Linked DNA regions of Mus musculus: all the other regions are linked to region 1. A link is a contact called in public Hi-C, HiChIP or PLAC-seq and promoter capture Hi-C data. All regions are on one chromosome and are shown on one strand. Each heading gives the region's core, a stretch centred on a gene start, on an enhancer-like site or on the middle of the called end of the contact. The rest is flanking DNA. Distances are from core to core; before and after follow the strand shown.

Region 1 (5,145 bases), core at 55-2,554:
CTTCCCTCACCACAACTGGTTTCAACAATGAGTTGGGGGTTTGTTTTGTTTTGTTTTTAAATGGATTTTCAAGTTGAGGTTCAGCCCTGGCTGTTTATAGACTCACAAAGATCCACCTGCCTCTGCCTCCATAGCGCTGAGATTAAAGGTATGCACTATATCCCGAGAGTCCTTTTCACTGTGAATGATGGTTTCTTGTACTAAGTGTTGTCCTTCTTATCTTTCATTCCTGTTATTTATTTTACAAACATTTGTCAAGCAAGTACTGGTATACACCGCATTAGGTATACACAGCATTTGCCTACCCACTGACAATGGTGAGAGAAAAGAATGCTGTCCTCAGTTCTTTTCTTTCTTTCGCTCTTTCTTTCTTTTTCTTTTACAAAGGCAGATCCTTGTTATGCTAAAGAACTTCATATTAGTTGTTGAGGAAAACAGAAACTAACAAAATGCAACAGTAAGGCTTTCTGAAAGTTTACCCTGATCTAAGCTGAGATAAAGAGGGAATAAAACGTAAGAGGGGTGATCACTTCGGCAGCATATGTACTAAAAGTGGAACAATACAGAGATTTGCACGGCCTCTGCACAAATATGACACACAAATTTGTGAAACATTCCATATTTTTGTGACTGGGAGCGTGCGGGGCAGGTGGTGGTGGCGGCGGCGGTGATGGTGAGTGGGATGAATAAACTAAAAACAAACAAACAAACAAAAAACAGATGGCAGTGGCTCGTGCCTTTCATCCTAACAGAGGTAGTGGATTGATGTCAGAGTTCGAGGTCAGCCCAAGTTCCAGGACAGACAGAGCTACACAGAAAAACCCTGTCTCAAAAGACAACAAAAACAAAAACAAAACAAAAGAGGAAAGAAAACGTGCTATTGATACCCCAAAAGCTGGAGAATGGAACAGAGCATATCGGAACCCGAGAATCCTGAATAAGACAGGAAGCGGCAAGCTGCGAGGAGTGCCGTGACTATCAACCCAAGTTTGGGTTTTATCCTAGCAATGAATGTGGAGTTCTGGCTGTACCTACAGGCTATTCCTTTGGGTCTATACAGGGGCAGGTGTGGTTACCGGACACTAAAATAATCAAAGGTGATGGAGAGGGAAACGATAGCCTGCAAATCTTATTCTGCCCAAACTAACTGGTCTTTTTCGGGACCACCAGTGCACAACACCAACTCTCTGGCGTCCCTGTCACAAAGAGCCAGACTCAAGGCGGGCCCTGCGGGCTTCCCTGACGTCACGAGACTTAATCTGCCTGGGCGTTTGGAGCATTTGGTCGCCTGGCAACCGCCGCTGGCTTTGGAGGAGCCTGGCACAAGGACACTGACCAAACCAGTTACAGACCCGACTGGACAGAGCGGTGAGAAGCCCCCCGAAAAGCCTAGCCAGGAATGTTCGTGCACGCAGACTCTTAATACCGGTTAAAGTGCAGGTCCCTGAGCCCTGTCCCTAAACAGCTAGAATAGCAGACACACTTTAGAAGACTAGTTCGGACCAGCAGGCAAGGCTGGAAGCTCTCTAGAAGCCGGAGGGTGGAGGGGGCGAGGGAGCGGGGCCCAGGCTTTGAAAAGTCTGGAGGGCTGAAGCCCCACTTAGAGAATCTGGAAGCCACTGAGCTAAGGCCTAAGAAGAAATGTAGGTAGAAACCAAACTCTGAAACTGTCTGTCCTACCCAGTCTGCAAGGAGCCTAGAGGTGATAATCAGCAGAGGACCCATTCCCAGAGCCTTTCCCTCTGGTTTCTGGGAAGATGAGTCCCAGCAGTTGTATCCAATAGGAGATATTATGGAAAATGACTTCTCTTCTGAGAAAATCAAGGACACTCCTACAAGTGTTGACCTTATTGCTTTTATTATAATGTTCTAAAATGTACACAAGTTCAACTAAGTGCAGTTTAAGCCCTCTGGGGCTTATTATTTCTCTAAAACAATGAAACTACACTACAGTAAAGTTAGAGTTGGTGCTTTCTTGATGAAAAGAATGGTGGTGTTTTGACAAAACAATTTTCATGAACTCCCAAGCAGTTTATTATTTAATATTTTATGTTGTGGGTTATGGTGAGTCTCTCCCTTTCCACATTCAAACCCCTGGGTATTTTTCCTATAGCTTACTGATTACATTCCTTGGCCTTCTCTTGATTTAAAAATATTTTCAGCTTGTCTCTTCTTTTCCAAAAAGTCTCATGTAGCCCAAAATACCCTAATACTCACTTGTAGCCAAAGCTGCCCTTGAACTTCCTTCTTCTACCTCCTAAATTCTGGGGTTATATGAGTGCCACCAGCTCAGCTGCCTCCTTTCTTTACAGAGGCACCAGTTTTTATACAGAATTCATCTGTGGTGAAATAATTAAAAATATACTACTCTCTTGCCGGGCGGTGGTGGCGCACGCCTTTAATCCCAGCACTCGGGAGGCAGAGGCAGGCGGATTTCTGAGTTCGAGGTCAGCCTGGTCTACAAAATGAGTTCCAGGACAGCCAGGGCTATACAAAGAAACCCTGTCTCAAAACAACAACAAAAAAACCACTCTCAAATATGCTGCTCTGGCACATTGACTATTTTAAGTTAAAGACACTTGAAATCACAGCAGGTTGCCTGCCCACTGTTCTGCCTACCTGCCTGTCTGCTGACTGCTTCCCTTGTTAAAAGCCCTTTCCTATTCAAGGAAAACAAAAAACGTTTTCACTGTTAAAAACAAATGAAACAAGAAAATAGCAAAGACAAGTCCAGGGCTGGGAAAAGATCAATGACAATCAATGACAGAATTTATTATCTAATAGGAATATGCATAAGTTCTAAAACTTAAGTATCAAATCACAACCCAGTAGGAATAATGAATAAAATATGGAAAGAGCAATTAGCACATAAAAGGAAGTCTGAAAGGCTGACAAGGGAATGCTTCACTTTCTGCAGGGTGTCAAGAGTGGTACATTAAAACCCAACTTAAAAATATTGGGCTGGAGAAGAGCACTGCCTGCTCAACCCCAGCCACCACAGGGTGGCTCACAACCATCTGTAATGGGATCTGATGCCCTCTTCTGGCGCATAGGCATATATGCGAGCAGAACACTGTATACATAATAAATCTTAAAAAACAAACAAAAAACAACAAGAAAAAGCTGCTGATATCAGAGCTTTAACTGCATCTATAGGGACTCTGCCACTACCATCACCAATAAATGTCAAAGTCCCACTGAAGGACAATTTGGTTGAATGCAGTGACATTAAAATGTGCAGTCCAGGAATGGCCACCCCTAGATTAAACCTTGCTCTAAAGACAACACAGACAAGAAGCATAAAAGCGGCATTATAAAAGCAAAATACAGAAAGACACAGCGTTCCATCAGGAAGATAAGCCACAGCAGTACAACACTCTACAGCTGTATGTGGTAAACCAGATAGCTCTCCGAAACAAAAGGGTAAGCAGAAGAAGGCTAGAGACAGAATACTGACTCGGATGGCATGCAAAATTGGGGGGGGGGGGAAGAACTGTACTTTTTAGGTGTATGGGCATTTGTGACAAAACCATGAATACATCCACAGCAATGTCCAAACTAAAGGAAATGTCGAGAAAGGAAAGTAGACCTTTTCAGGGATTTATTTGGTTGATCTGGTTGTTGTTTTTTCTTCCCAGTACTGGGATGAACCCAGGACCTTGTGAATGCTAGATATCACTGAGCCACAACACACACACACACACACACACACACACACACACACACACACACACACACAGAGAGAGAGAGAGAGAGAGAGAGAGAGAGAGAGAGAGACAGAGACAGAGACAGAGACAGAGACAGAGACAGAACTTATTTTCTTTGGTTTTTTGAAGCAGAGTTTCATGTATTTCAGACTAGCCTAAAGTTCCTATGTAACTGTGGTTGGCCTTGAGCTCTGGGATTTTCCTGCATACACCTCACAGATACTAGGTTTATTAACCATCATGTTAAGCTTAAATCTACTTTTACTGTTTTATATTTTAAACTTATTTATGGATCTATGGCATTATGAAAAAACAATTTCAAATTTTGTTACAAAGTCATAAATGTATAAGCAAATTTCAGAAATGCATGTAGTAGAAATCCAGATTGCAGCCAGGCATGGTGGTGCATGCCTTTAATCCCAGCACTCAGGAGGCAGAGGCAGGCGGATTTTTGAGTTCAAGGCCAGCCTGGTCTACAGAGTGAGTTCCAGGACAGCCAGGGCTATACAGAGAAACCCTGTCTCAAAAAACAAAAAACAAAAAAATAAATAAATAAAAATCCAGATTGCCCTTTGTTCTGAAGGGTCTGCAGTTTATGCTCTGAACACTGAAGGGCACCCTGTCCCTTCAGATTTGCATATTATGAGCAATTTATATTGTCTGGGTAATAGGCAGTATGATTATATATATAAGGACACATTTATCATGTATCAAATTCATTTTCCTTCTAAGCACTGAACTCATACCCATAGAATATTGTGTAAATTGAAATGTTTATTTGGTATAATTCTAGATAAAATGAAACAATAGATAACGCATTCTAACATTGGACTTTTAATTACCTCTTTAGTTCAAAAATATGAAGCATAATTTGGGAGACAAGGATAATTGTCAGTTAAATATCTGTGTTTTTAAGGTGACAGGAAAAACCGGTTACCATATGATTATGGATAACATAATAACTTATATAAAGTAATTGTATAACTATATTATATAACTATAAAGTAATTATATTTGATAACATGTCCCCTATTTAATAGTCCTGATGCTTTCAAGATCAAAGAGTGAAGCCTCTATGAATAAAATGGCAATAGACTCATAATGATGACTGCAACAAATATTTTGACCTATGTCAGACACTCCAGAACGTTCACTGACACATCCAGACTTGTAAAATTGCAACATGGTATTGTGCTCTACAAAGCTCACACTTGAGAACCACACAGTCAAATTACAAAAAATAAGAAACTTGACGCTGTGTTAAGTAAGTCTGCCAGTTTGTGTCCCTCTCTACTCACAGCTGCCTGGGAGCATGCAGCCTACACACCACAGGAAGGCATCCTGCATGCATTCTGACACTGTCCCTTTGAACTAAGAAGGACTGTCCTTGTTTTATGTAGTTAAGACAGATCTTCACATAGCCACCTGCCTGGCCTCA
Region 2 (5,052 bases), core at 1,590-4,089, 440 kb after region 1:
AGAGGACCAAACAGATCACATCTTCATGAGGTTCTTGGGAAAGGGAGTTTTGTATCTGTAATGATTCTACTTTATAAGTGGGGGTAAATTAGTTCACATTCTTTAGCAAAATTTAAATATATGAAATAAGGCACAGAAGGACACAGATGTGTATGAAATACACAGTGTCGTCCCAAATGATTCAAATGCAAACTTTCAATAGTTTCAATCTTAAAGCTATGCTGCATTCTGTAGAACAGCAGGAGTTTCTGATGTTTTATAGTGGAAAATAACATCCATGGTCCTTTTGAAATGGCTTAGCTCTGTCTTATAGGGGAAGTCCTTAAACAGCAGAAGTGTGGGAAAGGGTGAGGTTTCCATAACCCAAGTCACTTTGGCAGTTTGTATCTCATTGTTTTCAGTTTGCCACAGTTTTATGGACGAACATAAAGGCCCAGGGGCTAGGCTGCTTTTGCCCTGTGGGTTCTCTAGCGGCTATGAGGGGTGTGACAGCACCACTAGCAGACTGGGTGTTGGTCCCCTCTGGCTCTGTGTTTAGCAGGCATAGGCCACACTGTGAATCTTACCTGGGGCAGTGTTCCTTTCACCAATGAAGGAATGTCATCCTTGGAATAACCAAGAGCAGCCAGACCGTCATCAACATTTAGGTCAAATAGGAATTTTCGGAGGGCATCTGCCAACACAAGCCCAGCATCTTGGATCCTGGCAGTGCGGATGTTGGCTCCTAGAAGAAAAGTTCAGACTATAGGAACAGAGGGAAGTAGCTTCCAGATGTAGCTCAGTCACAATATCAGCTGAACATGTAATTTGTACCCAATGCCACCTCCAAACACTGAGGTTCAGGGCACTACTAGGGTTTCCTGAGATGTCTCTAGTCAGTGGCCCATGGATGACAGACTCAGTAGCCATCAGTTCTTTAGGACAAGCTGCCTGGGGACTTCTGATTCTTTCCTGTTCACCCTTTGTGTGGTGGGGGAGCAGAATGTCAGAGCCAAGAATGGAAGTGCTGAATAGAGACCGGAAAAGACACTGGCACTAGGATGCAGGGATGGCACATTTGTAGGGGGCATAGCTTCTATGGTTTCCAAGGCTTGGCATTTACTGACCCCTGGAGGTGTGCACATTCAATTTCTTTTCTAACAGCAACACAAGGTTTCTGCAAACAGCTTGAGGCAAGGATATAGAACTACAAATACTACACATCGACCACCAAGGGGCGGGGAAGGAAATAAGATCACAAAACTCTGTTGCATGTGAGTAGGGAAAGAAAGGTTTCCTCTTTATACCTTAAAAAAAAATTGGACTATGTTGGCAAAGATAAGGGGATGTCCCTCTTAATAAATGTCTCAGTGGCAGCTGGGCACAACAAAGACAGCAAACTCAGGGAATTGTGCTTCCTGCGAGGACGACCATGTGAAGAAGGTTGCCAAGGTTTGGAGATTTGTAAGGACAGAAGTTTAATGATTCACAGCACAAACAATAATAGAGATCTCAGTCTGAAACGGTCATGGAGTTCTGTTCTTAGGCAGGATAGTGTGCAAATGCCCAGGAGAAGGGACCAATTTCCCAGTCTGTACTTAGCACTCGGCCTCTCGATCATCTATCTAAGTGGCACACCTGTGATGCCCACAAGGCTAGCATTCTGCAAATAAAGATAGCGTTGGATGAGGTATAAACAAAAGGCCTATGAGGGAGAGGAGGCCTATCTTAGTCAGGGTTTCTATTCCTGCACAAACATCATGACCAAGAAGCAAATTGGGGAGGAAAGGGTTTATTTGGCTTACACTTCCATACTGCTGTTCATCACCAAAGGAAGTCAGGACTGGAACTCAAGCAAGTCAGAAAGCAGGAGCTGATGCAGAAGCCATGGAGGGTTGTTTCTTACTGGCTTATTTCCCCTGGCTTGCTCAGCCTGCTCTCTTATAGAACCAGGACTACCAGCCCAGGGATGGCACCACCCACAATGGGCCCTCCCCCCTGGATCACTAATTGAGAAAATGCCTTACAGCTGGATCTCATGGAGGTATTTCCCCAACTGAAGCTCCTTTCTCTGTGATAACTACAGCTTGTGTCAAGTTGACACAAAACCAGTACAAGGCCCCTCCTTGCTACAGTCAGATTTATGCCTCTTCCTTCTGTGAAGGTCAGAACCACGTCAATTCCAGGAAAATGTAAACAGAACCAGATACAGGCCAGATGGAGAGCAACAGGGTGAAAGGTACACCAGACCTGGCAGATCCATCTGCAATGCCCAACAGCAGCTAAGAGTGGATTAGGTGAGAGGCGGGGCAGGATATGGGGTTACAGTTTTATGATCCTGGGATGGCTGCCACTGAACACACGGTATAGACATCTAGATTTTCCTATGAAGCATTTTTTAGAAACAATAACAAAAAAGAGGTGACATGAAAGAAAATAAACTGGTGTAGCTAAGAAAAAGCTGAGGTTTCATAGAGAATTAACATATTTGACTGGCAATATGGGATACGATTGGAGTTTCTAAGCAGTAGGAAGAACTGCTGGGTTCTTCTCCCAGTTTAACAGGGGATCTGCCTTCTCATAATGTCTGTGTTGCCTGAAACATGGCCTATAAATTCACTATGATTTTTCCCATTTACAGTAGATCTAGTCTACTATTTAGGGCCCCTTCCCCCAATTTTTACCATTCATATATCTACAGAGGCCAGAGCTATGTCTCAGCATGGCCGAAATTCCCTTCCCTAAAGGGAGAAGGGATACAGGCCCCTGGAATCACTGCCAATGTGTGCACACAGTACATACTGTGAACTGAAGCCTGGGCTTGGGTCCAAGTCCCGGGCTTCTGACATTAACATTCCCCACACAGCACCTGGAGCCCTGGGGCACACAAAGGGCTGGTGTGTGAGTGAGGGCCAGGGCAGCAGCCCTGTGGGAGGATGTCTGCGGTCATTCCTGTCTCCTTGGGAGTAATCTTTCTAACGGCTCAAGCTACAAGAGCATAATGAAGAGTTTTTGTTACCGCCTTTTTCTTCCCACCCTAAACCCAAGTAGGGGGATAAGATGTTCTACAAGTAAACTGGGATCTCCAAGTCAGCTAAAAAAATAAAAGACTTCTTGTTTCAGAAAAACACTCAGTTTTTTTTTTTAACCTCCTCCTATGACTATCCAGAACATAATTTTATTTCCATAAGAGTCAGAAGGCACAGTGGGCATGTATCTGATTAGATCACTTATGTGACACTATGTCAAGCAGGCTGCTCACTTGCAATTGCTGTAGTTTATTGCTCGGCTTCTCTGTGATCGAAAGGTCACTGTTGCTTTATTGATTTATTTGATCAGTGACTCTGCATAGCAGAAGTCAGAGAGGACATTAGTTATGTGCCAAGCAGCACTTTCTCAAGAGGCGACATCAGAGCAGACAGCAATAGGACATACTTAATAGGGTCAATTTTAGGTTCTATTTCCTTATGGGTCCTTAGAAGGCTAAAATGATGGCATGTAAGTGCTGTCCAGGGCTTCAGGAAGTCACTGTCATTTTATCACTGAGCTACTTCAAAGTGAAAGCTTTTGTTCTTATCCCTGGGCAACAGCCCACCTTGGAGGGTCACAGAGCCGTGGGTAAAGGTTCATACCTAATATTCCTGCCGTCTCCAGGTGCCGCTCTGGAAACATCTGGGCTGTGAAGGTGAACACTGCAGGAGAGGTGAGCACCACAGAAAGGCCATGGGGCTGGGGAGAGAGATGCACAGAACAGCTCTTCCAACACTCTGACATGACTAGAACTATGAGCAGTCAAGGGCTCTCGGTGTGGGCTGGGGTGCAGCCTGGTGGCAGAGTTCTTGCCAGGGTTCCATCCCCACACCCACTGATGAATATACTTATAGAAATTGGGATAATAATAAGAGCTAGTTGAGTAATTTATTGTTAAATATTTTTACCACAAGAGGGTGATCCACATTATATTCCTTGGCTTTATATGTCTTCACTAAACCTGAAATTGGGTAAGACATGCCATGGCTGGAAAAGAAAAAAAAAAATCTTTTGTTGACACACATATGCTAGACTTCAGTAACACGGACATTGTTGCAGGGCTGCTCCTCACATGTCTGGACTGTATTGTCACTCACAGGGCTCTACATGGTGTACTTCTTGTGACAACACTCCAAATTTATTGGATTCACTAACAGAACCTCTGAAATGATCAGACTCCAGTGGTTAAAGAGTTTTATGCCTGGGATAATATGCAAGCTGGACCTACTAGTGATCCATTCTGCTAATAATTGACAGATTGTTTCAAATGCTGTATATTAACAGTGCTGAATTATAAAGGACTAGTCTGCCCTAAGAAGCTAAGTTAACCAGTCCTATTTAATTGACTTTTATTTGCCTGCTTCTTTTTTTAATTTTTATTTTATTTTTATTTTTTATTAGATATTTTCTTTATTTACATTTCAAATGCTATCCTGAAAGTTCCTTATACCCTCCCCCCTGCCCTGCTCTCCTACCCACCCACTCCCACTTCTTGGCCCTGGCATTCCCCCGTACTGAGGCATATAAAGTTTGCAAGACCAAGGGTCCTCTCTTCCCAATGATGGCCGACTAGGCCATCTTCTGCTACATATGCAGCTAGAGTCACGAGCTCTAGGGATACTGGTTAGTTCATAATGTTGTTCTACCTATAGGGTTGCAGACCCCTTCAGCTCCTTGGGTACTTTCTCTAGCTCCTCCATTGGGGGCCCCGTGATCCATCCAATAGATGACTGTGAGCATCCACTTCTGTATTTGCCAGGCACTGGCATAGCCTCACAAGAGACAGCTATATCAGGGTCCTGTTAGCAAAATCTTGCTGGCATATGCAACAGTGTCTGGGTTTGGTGGCTGATTATGGGATGGCTCCCCGGGTGGGACAGTCTCTGGATGGTCCATCCTTTCGTCTTATATTTACCTTTGCAAATCTGTGTGTAGGCACAGAGCAGAAGAGGATATGGGTATCCTGCTCTATTATTCTTTACTTGCTTTATTTGCCAAGGCAGGTTTTGAATCTAGAGCTAGGCTGGCAGCATCTCATAATGC
Region 3 (4,504 bases), core at 574-3,073, 310 kb after region 1:
GTTCAGCACTACATAAAGCAGTCCAGCTGGCCAGAGAACTTCAAGTGTTCTTCTTTATCTGCCATCATCTGCTGTAGGCGCTCTGGAGATCTGGTCAGCCTTGAGTACATAACACCACCTTGTCTCAAAGTATTCTGTAATACTATCTTTGGGAGGACGTTTCCCTATATAAAACAATGAGAATAAATTTTACTTAAAAATCTGATGCACTTACCTTCAAGTTCTAAAACGGTTGTTTGTATAAAGCTGATCATAACCTAAGAATATCAGTTTTGCTTCCTGTTAGAATAAAAATGGAACAATGCATACCCAAGAGTAAATATGCTTCCAAATGACATTTGAAGACTAGGAGGAGCATTCCATCATGTAGCCCTGGTGAAGCTAAGGTAGATCATGAAGAAAGTCTGGGCTCTATACTGAGTTCAAGATCAGCCTGGGGTACATAACAACACCTTGTCTCAAAAATATTAATTTCTAAATTAGTCTCTCTCTTTAGAAGCTACTATGGAACTCAGAAAATAATTTAAAAGTGCTTTTCCTTCCCAAAATATATCTTGAGAAAAAGGAAGTTATTTTTTTTTTAAAAGCGAGTGTGTATCTACCTGGTTGTTTTGAATTGCAAGCTCATCTTGATTTGTATTTGCACCTGTATCTCTGATTTGCAAAAGACGATGCGTACAGTTTCAAAATAGCAAAAAATGTCAGTTTGTAACAACATTGATCTGTGGTTCATCACTCTATGCAGTAGAGCATGGTGTCTTGCAAATTTGGGCTCTTCGCCGTGTCTAATCGCTACTGTAGTTAATAATCTCCTTGTATGCTTCTTTAACCGTGTAACTGTTGAGAAGTTGCAACTGTAAGAGGCCCCTTCCCCTATGCAAGATTTCAGTTACTCCAGCTTTCAGGCGCACCTCCGGGACTCTGGGTTCCCCGCGAAGAGCATCCCGCCCCCTTTGTAGACGGAGTACGAGGTTGAGCTTCTGGAGCACTATCAACCTTTTCCCGTTCCACGCAAGCCTCGAGATAACAACTCCCCACTTATCACACTTTTATTCATCTCTGGGGAAAACAAAAGACACAACAACAGGGTCTTGGCCAGTTTCCTTGTCCTTTCGGCGCAGAACTAACTCACACATGCTTAAGAAAATAACGGCCGCGCAAGTTTCCTGGCTAGAAGGTTAAGTAGATGACCGCGCCCTTAAGTGGCGAGACTCACAGCGCGAACTAGCGCCCGCGAGGTCCTCCCCTGCCCAGGACCCCGACTGTCCCCGCCCCAGAGGCACGCTCCGCACCCCTCCGGAGGTGGCGGCGGCTGGATCGGCCCCGGCGCCTCTTCCGGCACACACCCGGGGCGCAGAAACTCGCCTTCCCAGCAATCTCCGCGCCCCACTGGGTGGCTCACCCCGCGTTCCGTGTCCTGTCACCTCGGCCCGTGAACCGGCCTCGCGCCTCCCCCATCCCGCCCCGCCCCTCCCCCGGCTCCACGGCGCTCCGGGACTCCCGCGAGTTCCAATCCTGGCTTCTAGCCCCGCCGGCCCCGCCCTCTGCCGCGCGCGCCCTCGCCGCCCCGCCCCCGCCCCCCTGCGCGCGGCCGCCCCAGCCAATGAGGTTCGGGGCCGCGTGCGCAGATTCAAACGGCGGCTCTTGAGGGAGGCTGGGCGCGAGATTCGGCGGTGCGGACAAAACCCTGCAGGAGGCTGCGAGTGCTGCAGTGCTGCTCGCTGCGGGGAGAGGGCGGGGGTCGGCGCCCGTGACGGAGCGGCGCAGGGCCGGCAGCTCTGAGGCGGAGGCGGCGGCGGCGGGCGGGGCGGCGGCGGGCGGGAGCACGCCTCCTGACATGTCCAGGGCATCCCTGGCCGGGCCCGGCCGCGGCTAGGAGCAGTGGGTCTTGGTCCGCCCCTCTGTCCCTCAGTCCCGCCTGGCCCTGACCTGACCGGGCCTGCTTTCCGCTCTCGGTCACCTGAGGGAAGGAGTTGGGGAAGCGGCGGGTGGGTCTCGGAGAGGGAGCATTGGCCCCAGGCTGGAGGAGGCTGACCCCGCGTCCCCGCCCAGCCCGCGCCTATGCGGTACTTGAAGGATGGCGAAGAGGTCGCGCAGGTGGGTGCCATCCCCTCGGACCCGGCCTAGCGGCCCTGTCTCGACTCTTGCTCTCTGTCCTTTCCTGCTGGTCCCCACTTAGGCCCTCTCGAGCCTGGGGGGCATAGGTTTTCCTGTTCGGTGGGTGTCCCACACCCGCTTCGGCCGCGCTGGCCTGAGAGCATCTATCATTATTAGACTCCATCATTATTAGACGACTGTGTGTAGGACTCTCTCTAACAAATGCTCAGGTTGCTGCATTGACGGATTCTCCCACAGCTCACGCCCAGACTTCTAACTTCTCACAGCCACTTTCAGGGAGGTTTCTTGCCAGGTAAGTTTGCCCACTGTCAGGGGATACGCCACGCCAGGGGAAGCGGTTGTGTTTGCCTGGATGACTTGAAATGGGGTTCTCTCCTCTGACTTAATCGTGCCAAATCAAAACAGATCTCCTTGACAAACCTGGGCGGGCACGGTTCTGGGAAATCTTGAGAAGGGAATTCGCTAAATCTCCCTTGTGCGCACTGCTCTTCTGAGCTTTTCTTTTTCTTAGTATCTTCTGAGGACATTGTTACGTTGTTACTATCGAGTAAACTTGATCCTAAACCAATGTGTCTTAGTTACTTTGTATCTCAAGTATTCATGTTTGATTCTGATTGTATCGGCATTGTAACAAGTAGGACACAATGTTGTTGTTGTAGAAAGATGTGCTAGGATGTCTTTATGCACCTAACTTTTATTTTATGCTATTGTAATAGCTACTCCTAAATTGTGTGGCATAATCAGATGACAAAAAAATCTAGTGTCTCGATTTTCAGTATTAAGGAAACCTGAAAAGTATTTCTCAGAATTTCCATTTATCTAGATACACAGCTTCAAAATCTAAGAGTCATATTCCCTGAGCTGAAATTTAGTACTGAGAGTCATTCATTGCAGAGTTTGATTTAAAATAACTACGCATAAAATACTTGGCTTTATTCATATATTCTTCTATATGTAGGTTGGTTCTGCAGATATCAACATAAATTTAATTATGACATAATTACTTTATATAAAGTGGCTGCAGAATAGATTGAACATTGAAGTGGAACAAGTGTGCATATACGCATACACCCACAGGCACACTACCTTGGTCTTTTATCATTTTGGATGAGGTAGTTGTAGGGGTTTTTAGCAGCACCTTTACCTTTACTCAGTAGAAGACAGTAGCCCTTTTTCCTACAGTCAGGACAACCAAAACTGTTTACAGATGGTGCCACATATCTCTGGGGGGATGGAATCTGGACCATGCAGGTAAGAACTGCTGATCTACAACTTCAAAGACATAACATTCCCATCTTCATAAAAGATGCAGATTTAAAGATAAGATTGCTGGAGTACTGCTTTAGGCTTTTTGAGTTTTGAAGTCTAACAATGCTTTTAAATGATGTGTAAGTTAATTGAGACAATATAGAATGATGTAAAAAATGATGTAAAAAGTTATAGTTCTGGAGTAATTGTGCTGCAGTGAAACACTTCTCTGGAAGTATGTAGATAGAGGGTGTGATGAGAGATCACCATCTCTGGTCTGTTTCTTTGGGTTTTCTTCAGTGAGTTCCAGGTGCTGTTAAATTTCTTATATATTTAAATATGATTCCTGTATTAGAAGATAATGAAATGTTTGAGGATGAAATACCTTATTCATTGGGCTTTCTTCTTTGGCTGAGAATCTTAGTAGATATGAATTCAATATATAATAGAGAAACAAAGGTCTTCAGCATACAAACACTGAGGTGAATGCAATATCTTGCATAAGGATATGGGCATAAATATAGTAGACTTTCTCTATGTTATTTGGGGGAAAAAAACACCTAAAAGCAGAAAATGTTTACCCTAAATATAAAACAACTGAACAATGTTGGTTCTTTTTAGCTTTCTAATGGCTGCAGAGTTTTTCACTAAGATTTGCATATAGAAAAGGTTATGTAGTTTTGTGACTTAAAATAGTTTTAGAATTTAATGGGGATTTTAGTGATACAATTTACAGCTATTTCTTATTAGGATATCTATTAACAGTATGTATTTGATTTTTAAATATTCTATGTATAGTTTCATTTTATGGTATGTGTGTGCTCATGCATGAGTGCATGTGTGCCTGTGTACATGCAGTTGTGCCAGGGTGTGAAAGATGAAAGGACAGTTATCTGGAAGTTCACTGCTGCCATAGTTGTCCTGAGGATCAAACCCAGGTTGACAGGCTTGGCAGCAAACACCTACTGAGTCATCTTTCCTGCCCTAGTTTAGCTTTTAAAGGCCAATTAAACCCCTAGAAATAAGTTCACAATAATTCTGATGCTACAAAGCCTACTTACTAGGCATAGGTTAAGATATTTATACTTAAGATGACCAATGATTAAATTAAAATGATAAGATGAAAGCTAGGTTCTAC
Region 4 (4,831 bases), core at 402-2,901, 260 kb after region 1:
AAACATGCATGCAAATAACAGTATACAGACTGAACAGGTTGTACTTATGTATTTAGAAATACATGACTATGTCATAGTAAGCAATGAAAAAGCTATTATTTTTACATTACTTTTAATTAAAATAATAATCAGATAACTTCAACTTCTGTCCACTTCTGTCAAGTGGACAGAAATAAACATAGAGCCTAATTATCCTGAATTTCAGAGAAAAGAGTGTGTTTAACACAAAGAACAGTTATAGATCTACACACACACACACACACACACACACACACACATACAGTTTGAAAAATGCATCAGTTGAGACCACGAATTTGAAAGAGAGCAAGGAGGGGCATATATGAGGGTTAGGAAGGAGGAATGGGAAGGGACATATAATTATATTATAGTCTAAAAAATAGAGTGAAGTGAAAATCTCCTATATATTATGCAGGCTGGGATTATATCTCAGTTAGTAGAATGCCTGCCTATCATGCATGAAGCTCCAAGTTCAGCCCTTAACACTGCATAACCTAGGTGTAGTGGTATGTACCTCTGACCCTGGCATTTGGGAGGTGGAGGCAGAAGACAGAAAGTTCAAGGTCAATTCTCTACTATAGGGAGTTTGAGGTCTGCCTGGGCTAAAAAAGTAAAACTGTATACTATATATGCATAGAAAAACCTTAATAATTGTGATCTCTAACTGCTAACAGACAACGTTAACTTTCTTTTAAACTTATTTTTTAAACATTTGATGACAAGCAATTTCCTTAACACTTAAAAAAGAAGACAGGTTGGTGGCAAACATCTTTAGTCCCATCACTCAGGAGATAGAGGCAGGTGGATCTCTGTGGATTTGAGGCCACCCTCGTCTATTTAGTGAATTCTACACAAACAAACAAACAAATAAACAAATAAACAGACAGACAGACAGACATACAAAAAGACAAATATAATAACAGGATGTTTTCTTTAAAAGTGTTCTTACAAGTTGGCGATCAGTAATTCTCAAACTGTGACCTTTCATCATTAACCTACCAGCTTATAACTACGAATAAGATAGAAGCTCAGTTACGGCACTTGCTAGCTAAGTGGTAATTTTAAAAAAATGACATCGTATTTGAAAAATTAATATACTTAAAAAAAAAAGTAGCCTCATAGAAAACTCCTTCCATGTTCTTAGGACCTTTAACCCGGACTTCCTAGCAGTGGTGGTGGACTTTAGACCCTCTTCCACACCAATCCTTTGCACTTTTGTTTTCCCCAAGCACACTCCTTTCTGCGCAAGGGGAAAGTGCAGGGGGACACTACCCACAGCAGCCTAGGAATGTGATTTCTCTGACTCTTTCTCGTGGGCCATAGAATGGGGGACAAACTACAAAAGAGATCCAGTTAAAAATACAACTACCGACAAGCTCCGCGAATCATCGACTTCCTTTCTGCCCCCACCTTCCGAGTGCCTTCCTCTTCCTCCTCCCCGCGTGCGTCGAGTCGCTTTGCATCACGGTATTTGAAGTTCTTTCTGGACGGAAGCGCCTAGCACTCCTTCGCGAGAGAGGAGCCGGAAGACTCTGGTTCCCAGAGGGCAGAGCAGAAGCTACGCCTGCGCAGTCTCAGTGAGGGCGTGTATGTCTGTGTCTGAGGGAGAGAGCGAGAGTGAGTGAGTGTGAGTGCGGGGTGGGGTGGTGGCCGTTACGTTCGGGGCAACGGCTAAGGCAGTGGAGAAGTGAGAAGAGAAACAACGTCCGGCGCTTCCGCCTTCGCCTAGGAGGAGGAGGAACTGGTAGGAAAAGGAAAGCCATTCGCCCTGGGCCTGGACTAGACCTCGTCGGGCCGGCGGAGGTCTGGCTATGTGCCTTTGAGGGTCGCTTGGGACGCCGAGCGAGAGCCGAGAGCGATGTCTCAGCCGCCGCCGCCTCCTCCGCTGCCGCCGCCGCCGCCTCCCCCTGAGGCTCCGCAGACTTCGTCGTCTCTGGCGGCGGCGGCTTCTCCGGGGGGCCTTTCGAAACGAAGGGACCGAAGAATCCTTTCCGGGAGTTGCCCGGATCCCAAGTGCCAGGCGCGCCTCTTCTTCCCGGCCTCGGGTTCTGTCAGCATCGAGTGTACCGAGTGCGGACAGCGGCACGAGCAGCAACAGCTGCTGGGAGTGGAGGAGGTGACCGACCCGGACGTAGTGCTGCACAATCTGCTGCGGAACGCGCTACTCGGAGTGACGGGGGCTCCCAAGAAGAACACGGAACTGGTAAAGGTGATGGGCCTCTCCAACTACCACTGCAAATTATTGTCGCCAATATTGGCACGCTATGGAATGGACAAACAAACGGGCCGGGCCAAGCTTCTCCGGGACATGAACCAAGGCGAACTGTTCGATTGCGCGTTACTTGGTGACCGGGCCTTCCTCATCGAACCAGAGCACGTCAACACAGTGGGCTATGGCAAGGACCGCTCCGGAAGCCTCCTGTATTTGCACGACACGCTCGAGGATATCAAACGGGCTAATAAAAGTCAAGAATGCCTCATCCCAGTGCATGTGGATGGGGATGGACACTGCCTAGTGCATGCTGTGTCTAGGGCTCTAGTAGGCCGAGAGCTCTTCTGGCATGCTCTGAGGGAGAATCTTAAGCAGCACTTTCAGCAGCACCTAGCCCGATATCAAGCCCTGTTTCATGACTTTATTGATGCTGCCGAGTGGGAGGACATTATCAATGAATGTGACCCTCTGTTTGTGCCACCTGAAGGTGTCCCCTTAGGCCTGAGGAATATCCACATATTCGGCCTTGCCAATGTGTTACATCGTCCCATAATTCTTTTAGATTCCCTCAGCGGCATGAGAAGCTCTGGTGATTATTCAGCCACCTTTCTACCTGGCCTCATACCTGCAGAGAAATGCACTGGGAGAGATGGTCATTTGAACAAGCCAATCTGTATTGCGTGGAGTAGCTCTGGTAGAAACCATTATATTCCCTTGGTAGGCATAAAGGGGGCTGCCCTGCCCAAACTACCCATGAATTTGTTACCTAAAGCATGGGGTGTGCCTCAGGACCTTATTAAAAAGTACATCAAGCTTGAGGAGGATGGTGGCTGTGTTATTGGAGGAGACAGAAGTTTGCAGGATAAGTACTTACTTAGGCTGGTTGCTGCTATGGAAGAAGTCTTTATGGACAAACATGGTATCCATCCTAGTTTGGTTGCTGATGTACATCAGTATTTCTACAGAAGGACTGGGGTGATAGGAGTTCAGCCTGAGGAAGTTACAGCAGCTGCTAAAAAGGCAGTAATGGACAATCGCCTTCACAAGTGTTTGCTTTGTGGTGCCCTTTCTGAACTTCATGTCCCTTCTGAGTGGTTGGCTCCAGGAGGGAAACTGTATAACTTGGCAAAAAGTACTCATGGGCAGTTGAGGCCTGACAAAAATTACAGCTTTCCCTTAAACAATTTGGTTTGTTCATATGATCCAGTAAAAGATGTTCTGCTACCAGACTATGGATTGAGTAATCTAACAGCTTGTAATTGGTGCCATGGCTCATCTGTGCGAAGAGTCAGAGGAGATGGCTCTATTGTGTATTTGGATGGAGACAGAACTAATTCTAGGTCTACTGGTGGCAAATGTGGTTGTGGATTCAAACATTTTTGGGAAGGTAAAGAGTATGACAATCTTCCAGAAGCTTTTCCTATCACTTTGGAGTGGGGAGGAAGAGTAGTCAGAGAAACAGTATATTGGTTTCAGTATGAAAGCGATCCATCTTTGAATAGTAATGTTTATGATGTTGCAATGAAACTTGTTACCAAGCACTTTCCAGGTGAATTTGGGAGTGAGATCCTAGTTCAGAAAGTTGTCCACACTATATTGCATCAGACTGCAAAAAAAAATCCGGACGATTACACTCCTGTAAATATAGATGGTGCTCATGCTCAGAGAGTTGGAGATGTGCAAGGACAAGAATTGGAGTCGCAGCTACCAACTAAAATTATTCTTACTGGACAGAAAACAAAAACTTTGCATAAGGAAGAATTAAACATGAGTAAAACTGAAAGAACTATTCAACAGAACATCACAGAACAAGCTTCTGTGATGCAGAAACGGAAAACAGAGAAATTAAAACAAGAGCAAAAGGGGCAGCCCAGAACTGTTTCTCCAAGTACTATTCGTGATGGGCCATCATCTGCACCTGCCACCCCCACCAAGGCTCCCTACTCACCTACCACTTCTAAGGAGAAGAAGATTCGAATAACAACTAACGATGGACGGCAGTCTATGGTTACCCTTAAGCCTTCAACAACCTTTTTTGAGCTTCAGGAAAGTATAGCCAGAGAGTTCAACATTCCTCCATATTTACAGTGTATTCGATATGGCTTTCCTCCTAAAGAGTTAATGCCACCCCAGGCAGGGATGGAAAAGGAGCCAGTTCCTTTACAGCACGGTGACAGAATTACAATAGAGATCTTAAAAGGAAGAGCAGAAGGTGGTCCATCCACTGCTGCACACTCAGCCCACACTGTGAAACAAGAAGAGATTGCTGTTACTGGTAAACTGTCATCTAAGGAACTTCAGGAGCAAGCTGACAAAGAAATGTACTCCTTGTGTCTTTTAGCTACATTAATGGGTAAGAGCAATTAAACTCTGATGGTGTATTTTTATTGTGAGTATGAAATACTGAGGATTTTGTTGTTGTGGAGAGGGAAAAGAAAAACCTGTTGTTACCATAAATATTTGATTCTATACATAGGAGAAAATTATTTTCCTGTTTGGTAGTAGATACTAATATGATTATTGAGTGAATTAGAACAGCTTGAAACTACAGAATGAAAGTAGTTACTCAACTGTAAATGAGATTAATTAAATTTATTTCAA
Region 5 (5,131 bases), core at 1,840-4,339, 420 kb after region 1:
TGGGCTGGGAAAGAGCTCAGTGGTAGAGCGCTTGCCTAGATGCACAGGTATGAGCTTGATGTCTAGCACCACGCCCTGAATCCCAGCACTCGGGAGGCAGAGGCAGGCGGATTTCTGAGTTCGAGGCCAGTCTGGTCTACAGAGTGAGTTCCAGGACAGCCAGGGCTAGACAGAGAAACCCTGTCTCGAAAAAAACAAAGAAACAAAAAAGTTATTCAAACTACATAATTGGTGAACTCAGTAGTGCAACAAGCTACCTGAGTGTGAACTAGAAAGCTATGAGTGCTTGAGATGAGGGTGCAGTTTAGTGTTTGAAGATTTGGTTAGTATGTGCAAGGTACGAAGAATTGAGAAAAAGCCACAAAGAAAGAAAAAAGAAAAGAAAAAAAAAGCCACAAGTTCGGAGGAGTGGTAAAACAAATTTATATCTAATTAAAAATACCAAGATATCATTTAATCATGTAACCATTATAAAAACTCATTAACGAAGTAGTTGAATTACTTTACATTTCAAGAAAAAAGTTACTTTTGATTCACTCTATATTTTTCATGCTGTCTTTGGAATCTGGTATGTATTTCCTATGGACAGTACATTTCAATAGCTCACGTAGCAGTTGGCCACCATATTGGACAATACTGATTCCTATTAGCTCCTGGATTTTGTACTTTCTTGGATTTTGTACTGTTTGTACATTTTTGGTGCCAGCATCAATCCTCAAGGCAGGCTAAGTGTTCTACTTCCGTTTCTGTAGCTCTGATAAAATACTGATCAAAAGTAACTTGGAGAGGAAAGAGTTCTTTATTTTTAAATCGGATATTTTATTTATTTACATTTCAAATGTCCTCTTTCCTGGCTTCCCCTCGGGAAACCCCCTATCCCATCCCTCCTCTCCCTGCTTCCATGAGGGTGCTCCCTTTCCCACCCTCACTGCCCTGGCATTCCCATACACTGGGGAATCCAGACTTCACAGGACAAAGGGCCTCTTCTCCTATTGATGCCAGACAATGCCATCCTCTGCTACATAGTCTGGTTGGTTAATATTATTGTTCTTCCTATGGGGTTGCAAACCCCTTCAGCTCCTTCAGTCCTTTCTCTAACTCCTTCGTTGGGGTCCCCGTGCTCAGTCCAATAGCTGGCTGTGAGCATCCACCTCTGTAGCAGGTGATGACAGAAGAATCCAGCTTACTGACTTGTTCCTCTGGCTTGCTCACTTGTGTCTCCTTTGTAGTTGTTTTTCCGCTCCTATTGTCACTCATCAATTGTATACAATAATGGGTTACATCACAACATTTCATGCATGCATTATAATATACTTCGATTATCTTCAGTGCCCAATTGTCCTGTCCTATTGCCAACTCTGTTTCCCCTCCTCTCCCTCCTGCCTTCCTATTACTTTCACGTGTTATCTCTATTTATTTTTCATTTAATTATTATTACTACATGTATCCATATATATATTCATAAATACAACTTGTTCAGCTTATTTAGTGTTGTTTCTAACTATACTTGCAAGGGCTGACCATTTAGTATTGGATAACCAGTTTTGGGGAGGGGGAGTGCTCATTCCTGGGAACACTTATTCTCTCTCAGTGGTCATTTATTGCCTGCATCTCTTCATTTAGGAGTGGGGCCTTGTGAAATTTTCCATCTCCATTTTGGGATGCTGTCCTGATGTTGTCATTGTTCAGGTTTTGTTTAGGCTTCCATGTTGTTGAGATTTCATGGACACAGTTTCCCTATTCAATGTAGAAGATGTAGTCTCTTAGCAGATGTCTTAACCTCTGGCTCTTACATCTTCCTGCTTCCTCTTCCATGACCCTAGCTGTAAAGTGTTGTAGATATGTCAGTCGGGGTTGGAATCCCTTCCCATGGTCAGATGTTCTCTGCATTTCAACCAATTGTGGATTTTTGTGATAGTCTCCATCTGCTTCAAAAAGAAGTGGGATGAGAGCTTTCCTTTTTTATGTGTATAAGTATTTAGGATGCAGTTAAAATATACTCTGATTTAGGAAAATGGTAGTAGTAGGTTCTCCTCTGAAGTCCACAACCTCACCAACCATGGGTAGTTGGCTAGGCTTACAGTTTTGTCATGAATTTCCTCCTAGTGGGTGGGCCTTAAGTCTAATTAGACAGCTGTTAGTTATTCCCAAGATATAGATGCCACAATTATACTTTGGGGGATATCTTACTGTACTGGTCACTGTTAGATATCATAGACATCCATAGGCATAGGCATCATAGGCATTATAGCTGGGTAAGACTATTAATCACTTTTCTCCCTTGGAAGCTTGTATAGCACCTTTCAGTAACATGGAGAAGGCTTCCAAGTCAGTTTCAGCTAAATTCCTCCAAGTCTTATTTTTGAAGCATTTGGTGTCTTCAACAATAAGGAGTTACCTTTGAATTTCATATGTAACCAAGGCAATGTCAATAACCTGCATTTTGGTGGGAGTCTCTTGGACTCCCCTGAACTTGGAAGAAATTTTCTCATGTTGGGTACTTGGATTTTTGTTGGATAGACTATAGCTTTTGGGAGGGCATTATTAACCTTAGTGCTACAAACTTCATTTAGACTATATATACACATGTGTGTAGAGTACATATACACTTATAATTTCACATACACATGTAATTTCATGGAAACAAAAATAATATGCTTAGTTATGGCTGTTTTTAAAATATCCTTAGTGTTATCTATCCTTCCTTTCCTCTCTCTCTCTGTATTTGATGTCCCTCTTGGACACTCAGTTAAAGACCCTCACCCCCATTTTTCCAATTTCCATCCTCATAGCACTTGTAGCCTACTAGTTCCCTTTCTAGAGCTCCTTCCCCCATTCCCTTTCTGCTTCTCTGGTTTCTGTAGTTGCCTTTCTTCTACATAGCCACTCAGAGAGGGCTGGACCCTCCTACATAAATAGCAATCAAGAACATGGCTCACAAACATGGTTATGGTCCAGTCTGATGGAGACCACTCTCGGTTGGTGTTTTTCTCTTCTCAGGTGGATCAAGTCAGCAACTAAGATTAGTCACTGCACTGGGTGTTTGCTCAGTGTAGCCCTTATGCTGGCTACCGTAGCTCATTGATCTGTTTTCCTGGAAAAGGCAGTGTATGTGACCTCTATGGTGAGTGGCGGTGAGTGAGTCCTGGGAAAACTGCAGCCAGTGGAAATGATTTTCTGCCTGTGAAATATGTTGCAAAATTCCTGTTTGCTAGTGATGATTCTTTGCTTTATTTACTAAATGTTTAAACTGTTACGTGAACAAGTTTTTCTAAAACTATAAAAATACTAAACAATAGATGCTGACTTTTTAAATAATCTCCATTTTGTATATATTTTATTTTTCCTGATACTAATTCAAAATGTATGCAAAGAGGAGACTATACTATTATGAGCCCCCAGGACCTGTCACTCAGTTTTAATGATGATCAATTTTTTGTTTTCATTTATACTGCTACCTTTTCTCTCATCAAAATTTTATTTTGAAGGCACTTATAAGTCAAGTATCTTTGCTTATGGCAATCCTACAGGGTGAAGCCAGGGGCACGCCAGGAAACTCCTCCACCAGTACGCACAACTTCTACAAATGTTTGAATGTGTTATCAGAAAAACAGTTTTTTTTTCTGTTGCCTAGGGTTTTTTAGTGAGATCAGAAATGTGTCAGGTCACCAGTCCCAATGTCAAGGTAAATGCTTACACATTTAATCGGATAGCTTGTTCATGACACGAGCAGACAGTATTACCATTAGCCCTTGATTTATGAAGCCACATGTTCAGTTGTATGATGGATGTCATTAACATCGGGGAGGCAGGTTCATTCATCTGTCTCTGCCGAGAACTCTTAAGTCATGAATACACTCAACAGATGGGGGATTTCATGGTCACAAATGGAACTGTTTACCCTCTCATTGTTCCCATGTCAGCAATCAGACAAAATCCATTACCCACCAATAAAAAGACCAGCCTTCTGCCAGTTCAATTGTGGAAGGAGCGAAGCTATGTTGAAGGGATTTAGAACGTTAGAAGAGATAAAAGATGCAATAAGAAGCCACATAAAAATTAAGACCCCAGAGAAAAATTTGAGTCTCTCATTCTAAACCAAAAGGATTAAGGGATTTGAAAGAGAAGACCCAGTAAGTCTCCATTTTCTTTAACCTAAATACTTTAGAGCCCCGTTTAGTTATGAACAGTTCATAGCATCCACTGTGTACTGACAGCTTTATTACGTCATTTTAAATTCATCAACATTCAAACTGTTTTTTGTTTTATTGTTGCTGTTGCTTTGGTTGGTTGGTTAGTTTTTTCACAGGGTTTCTCTGCATAGCCTTGGCTGTTCTGTGTCCTGGGAAAGACAAAGTTTGCTTTTCTTCTGTGTGTCTGCTGTCAGTAAATGGCTTTAGGAACTGAGGTGCTAAATGCCATTCTCCAGACACCAGAAGAAAATTTCAGGGTAAAGCCCTTTGCTTAATGAAACTACAAGGTCAGCGAACTATCTGCCCTTGGTAAGAGTGAAAGAGAGCCATCTGACCTGGCCTTGGGACCTTGTAGAGCCAAAAGGAATGTGAGATTCCTACTCAGACACCTGTTCATTCATGGCTGGATCTTTTCAGGGTCTGTATGGCTAGCGGTGAACAAGGGTTTTAAGCAAAAGAAAATACTGATAATATCCAAAGAGAAGGCTGCTTCTGCTGCAGCCTCTTCTCCTCCTCCTCCTCCCCTCTCCTCCTCCTTTTTCTTCTAAAAGATTTATTTATTTATTTTTGTGAGTACACTGTTGGTGACTTAAAACATGAGAAGAGGGCATTGGATACCATTAGAGACAGAAGTAAGCCACCACGTGGTTGCTGGGAATTGAACTTATGACTTCTGGAAGAGCTGTCAGTGCTCTTAATGGCTGCGCCATCTCTCCAGCCCCCAGAAGACTTCCTATAATGGAATAACCAACATGTCAAATATCATATAGAATCTACCAAGCTTTAAATTTAATTTCTAATGCATTACTATCAATTAATATTCACCTATGGATTATTTGGTCTACTGTATTTCCCCATTTTATCTGTGGTTAGAATGACAAGATGTTTGGTTTTTGTCAAGGAAAGTAAGCATGCTTTATTGATCAGGTTCAATGAGG

What was found. Promoter capture Hi-C pulls out the DNA fragments that hold promoters and counts their contacts. Hi-C and Micro-C count contacts between places; a contact is called where the count stands out from the background. HiChIP or PLAC-seq counts read pairs in DNA pulled down with a chosen protein or histone mark.
Region 2: a contact with region 1 is called in a Hi-C map of nephron progenitors, with 3 times the contacts expected there. The contact joins the enhancer-like site here to the promoter of Ppp1r42 in region 1. A contact is called at or near these places in 7 of 39 promoter capture datasets (the 3T3-L1 cell line, the C10 cell line, cranial neural crest and 2 more), 19 of 484 Hi-C or Micro-C datasets (the 63-12 cell line, the Ba/F3 cell line, the G1E-ER4 cell line and 13 more) and 3 of 9 other capture datasets (adipose tissue, embryonic stem cells and macrophages).
Region 3: an H3K4me3 HiChIP or PLAC-seq map of fetal liver shows a contact between it and region 1, with 3 times the contacts expected there. The contact joins the promoter of Mybl1 here to the promoter of Ppp1r42 in region 1. A contact is called at or near these places in 8 of 39 promoter capture datasets (the 3T3-L1 cell line, the C10 cell line, the HPC-7 cell line and 5 more), 1 of 15 datasets of contacts at CTCF or cohesin (the NIH/3T3 cell line), 5 of 115 datasets of contacts at active chromatin or transcription factors (astrocytes, embryonic midbrain, embryonic stem cells and 2 more) and 2 of 9 other capture datasets (adipose tissue and liver).
Region 4: a promoter capture Hi-C map of neutrophils shows a contact between it and region 1, with 5 times the contacts expected there. The contact joins the promoter of Vcpip1 here to the promoter of Ppp1r42 in region 1. A contact is called at or near these places in 20 of 39 promoter capture datasets (the 3T3-L1 cell line, 3T3-L1-derived adipocytes, the C10 cell line and 13 more), 2 of 15 datasets of contacts at CTCF or cohesin (CD8 T cells and the NIH/3T3 cell line), 30 of 484 Hi-C or Micro-C datasets (the AML12 cell line, CD4 single positive thymocytes, the CH12 cell line and 25 more), 20 of 115 datasets of contacts at active chromatin or transcription factors (the 230-238 cell line, the HPC-7 cell line, bone marrow-derived macrophages and 9 more) and 4 of 9 other capture datasets (adipose tissue, liver, macrophages and 1 more).
Region 5: a contact with region 1 is called in a promoter capture Hi-C map of liver, with 2.7 times the contacts expected there. The contact joins the enhancer-like site here to the promoter of Ppp1r42 in region 1. A contact is called at or near these places in 7 of 39 promoter capture datasets (the C10 cell line, cranial neural crest, embryonic stem cells and 3 more), 1 of 15 datasets of contacts at CTCF or cohesin (the NIH/3T3 cell line), 6 of 484 Hi-C or Micro-C datasets (the G1E-ER4 cell line, the N1E-115 cell line, cerebral cortex and 3 more) and 1 of 9 other capture datasets (macrophages).

The regions. Positions count from the first base shown.
Region 1 is chr1:10,005,295-10,010,439 of GRCm38.p6, reverse strand. Ppp1r42 (protein phosphatase 1, regulatory subunit 42) reads left to right here and starts at 1,304. Exons shown (of 9, transcript NM_145692.2): 1 at 1,304-1,368. LOC115487608 (a small nuclear RNA gene) reads left to right here and starts at 523; the gene lies at 523-626.
Region 2 is chr1:9,562,453-9,567,504 of GRCm38.p6, reverse strand. It overlaps Adhfe1 (alcohol dehydrogenase, iron containing, 1), which reads right to left. Exons shown (of 14, transcript NM_175236.5): 11 at 3,918-3,996; 12 at 3,612-3,708; 13 at 567-724. It overlaps 2610203C22Rik (RIKEN cDNA 2610203C22 gene), which reads left to right. Exons shown (of 5, transcript NR_015470.1): 4 at 3,634-3,682. Among named protein-coding and RNA genes, the nearest start is that of Adhfe1, 17 kb to the right of the region's middle. Within about 2 kb of position 2,839, at least 107 of the 459 cell types and tissues checked have an H3K27ac peak or open chromatin away from gene starts, as enhancers often do. A contact at or near this core is called in the N1E-115 cell line, cerebral cortex, embryonic fibroblasts and 4 more, where this site is marked.
Region 3 is chr1:9,697,528-9,702,031 of GRCm38.p6, reverse strand. Mybl1 (myeloblastosis oncogene-like 1) reads left to right here and starts at 1,823. Exons shown (of 15, transcript NM_001290397.1): 1 at 1,823-2,097. The coding sequence starts at 2,078.
Region 4 is chr1:9,745,202-9,750,032 of GRCm38.p6, reverse strand. It overlaps Vcpip1 (valosin containing protein (p97)/p47 complex interacting protein 1), which reads left to right and starts at 1,651. Exons shown (of 3, transcript NM_173443.3): 1 at 1,651-4,583. The coding sequence starts at 1,877. It overlaps 1700034P13Rik (RIKEN cDNA 1700034P13 gene), which reads right to left and starts at 2,385. Exons shown (of 4, transcript NR_040462.1): 1 at 1,429-2,385.
Region 5 is chr1:9,582,824-9,587,954 of GRCm38.p6, reverse strand. The region is part of intron 3 of 2610203C22Rik (RIKEN cDNA 2610203C22 gene); the gene reads left to right. Among named protein-coding and RNA genes, the nearest start is that of Vxn, 16 kb to the left of the region's middle. Within about 2 kb of position 3,089, at least 13 of the 459 cell types and tissues checked have an H3K27ac peak or open chromatin away from gene starts, as enhancers often do. A contact at or near this core is called in liver, where this site is marked.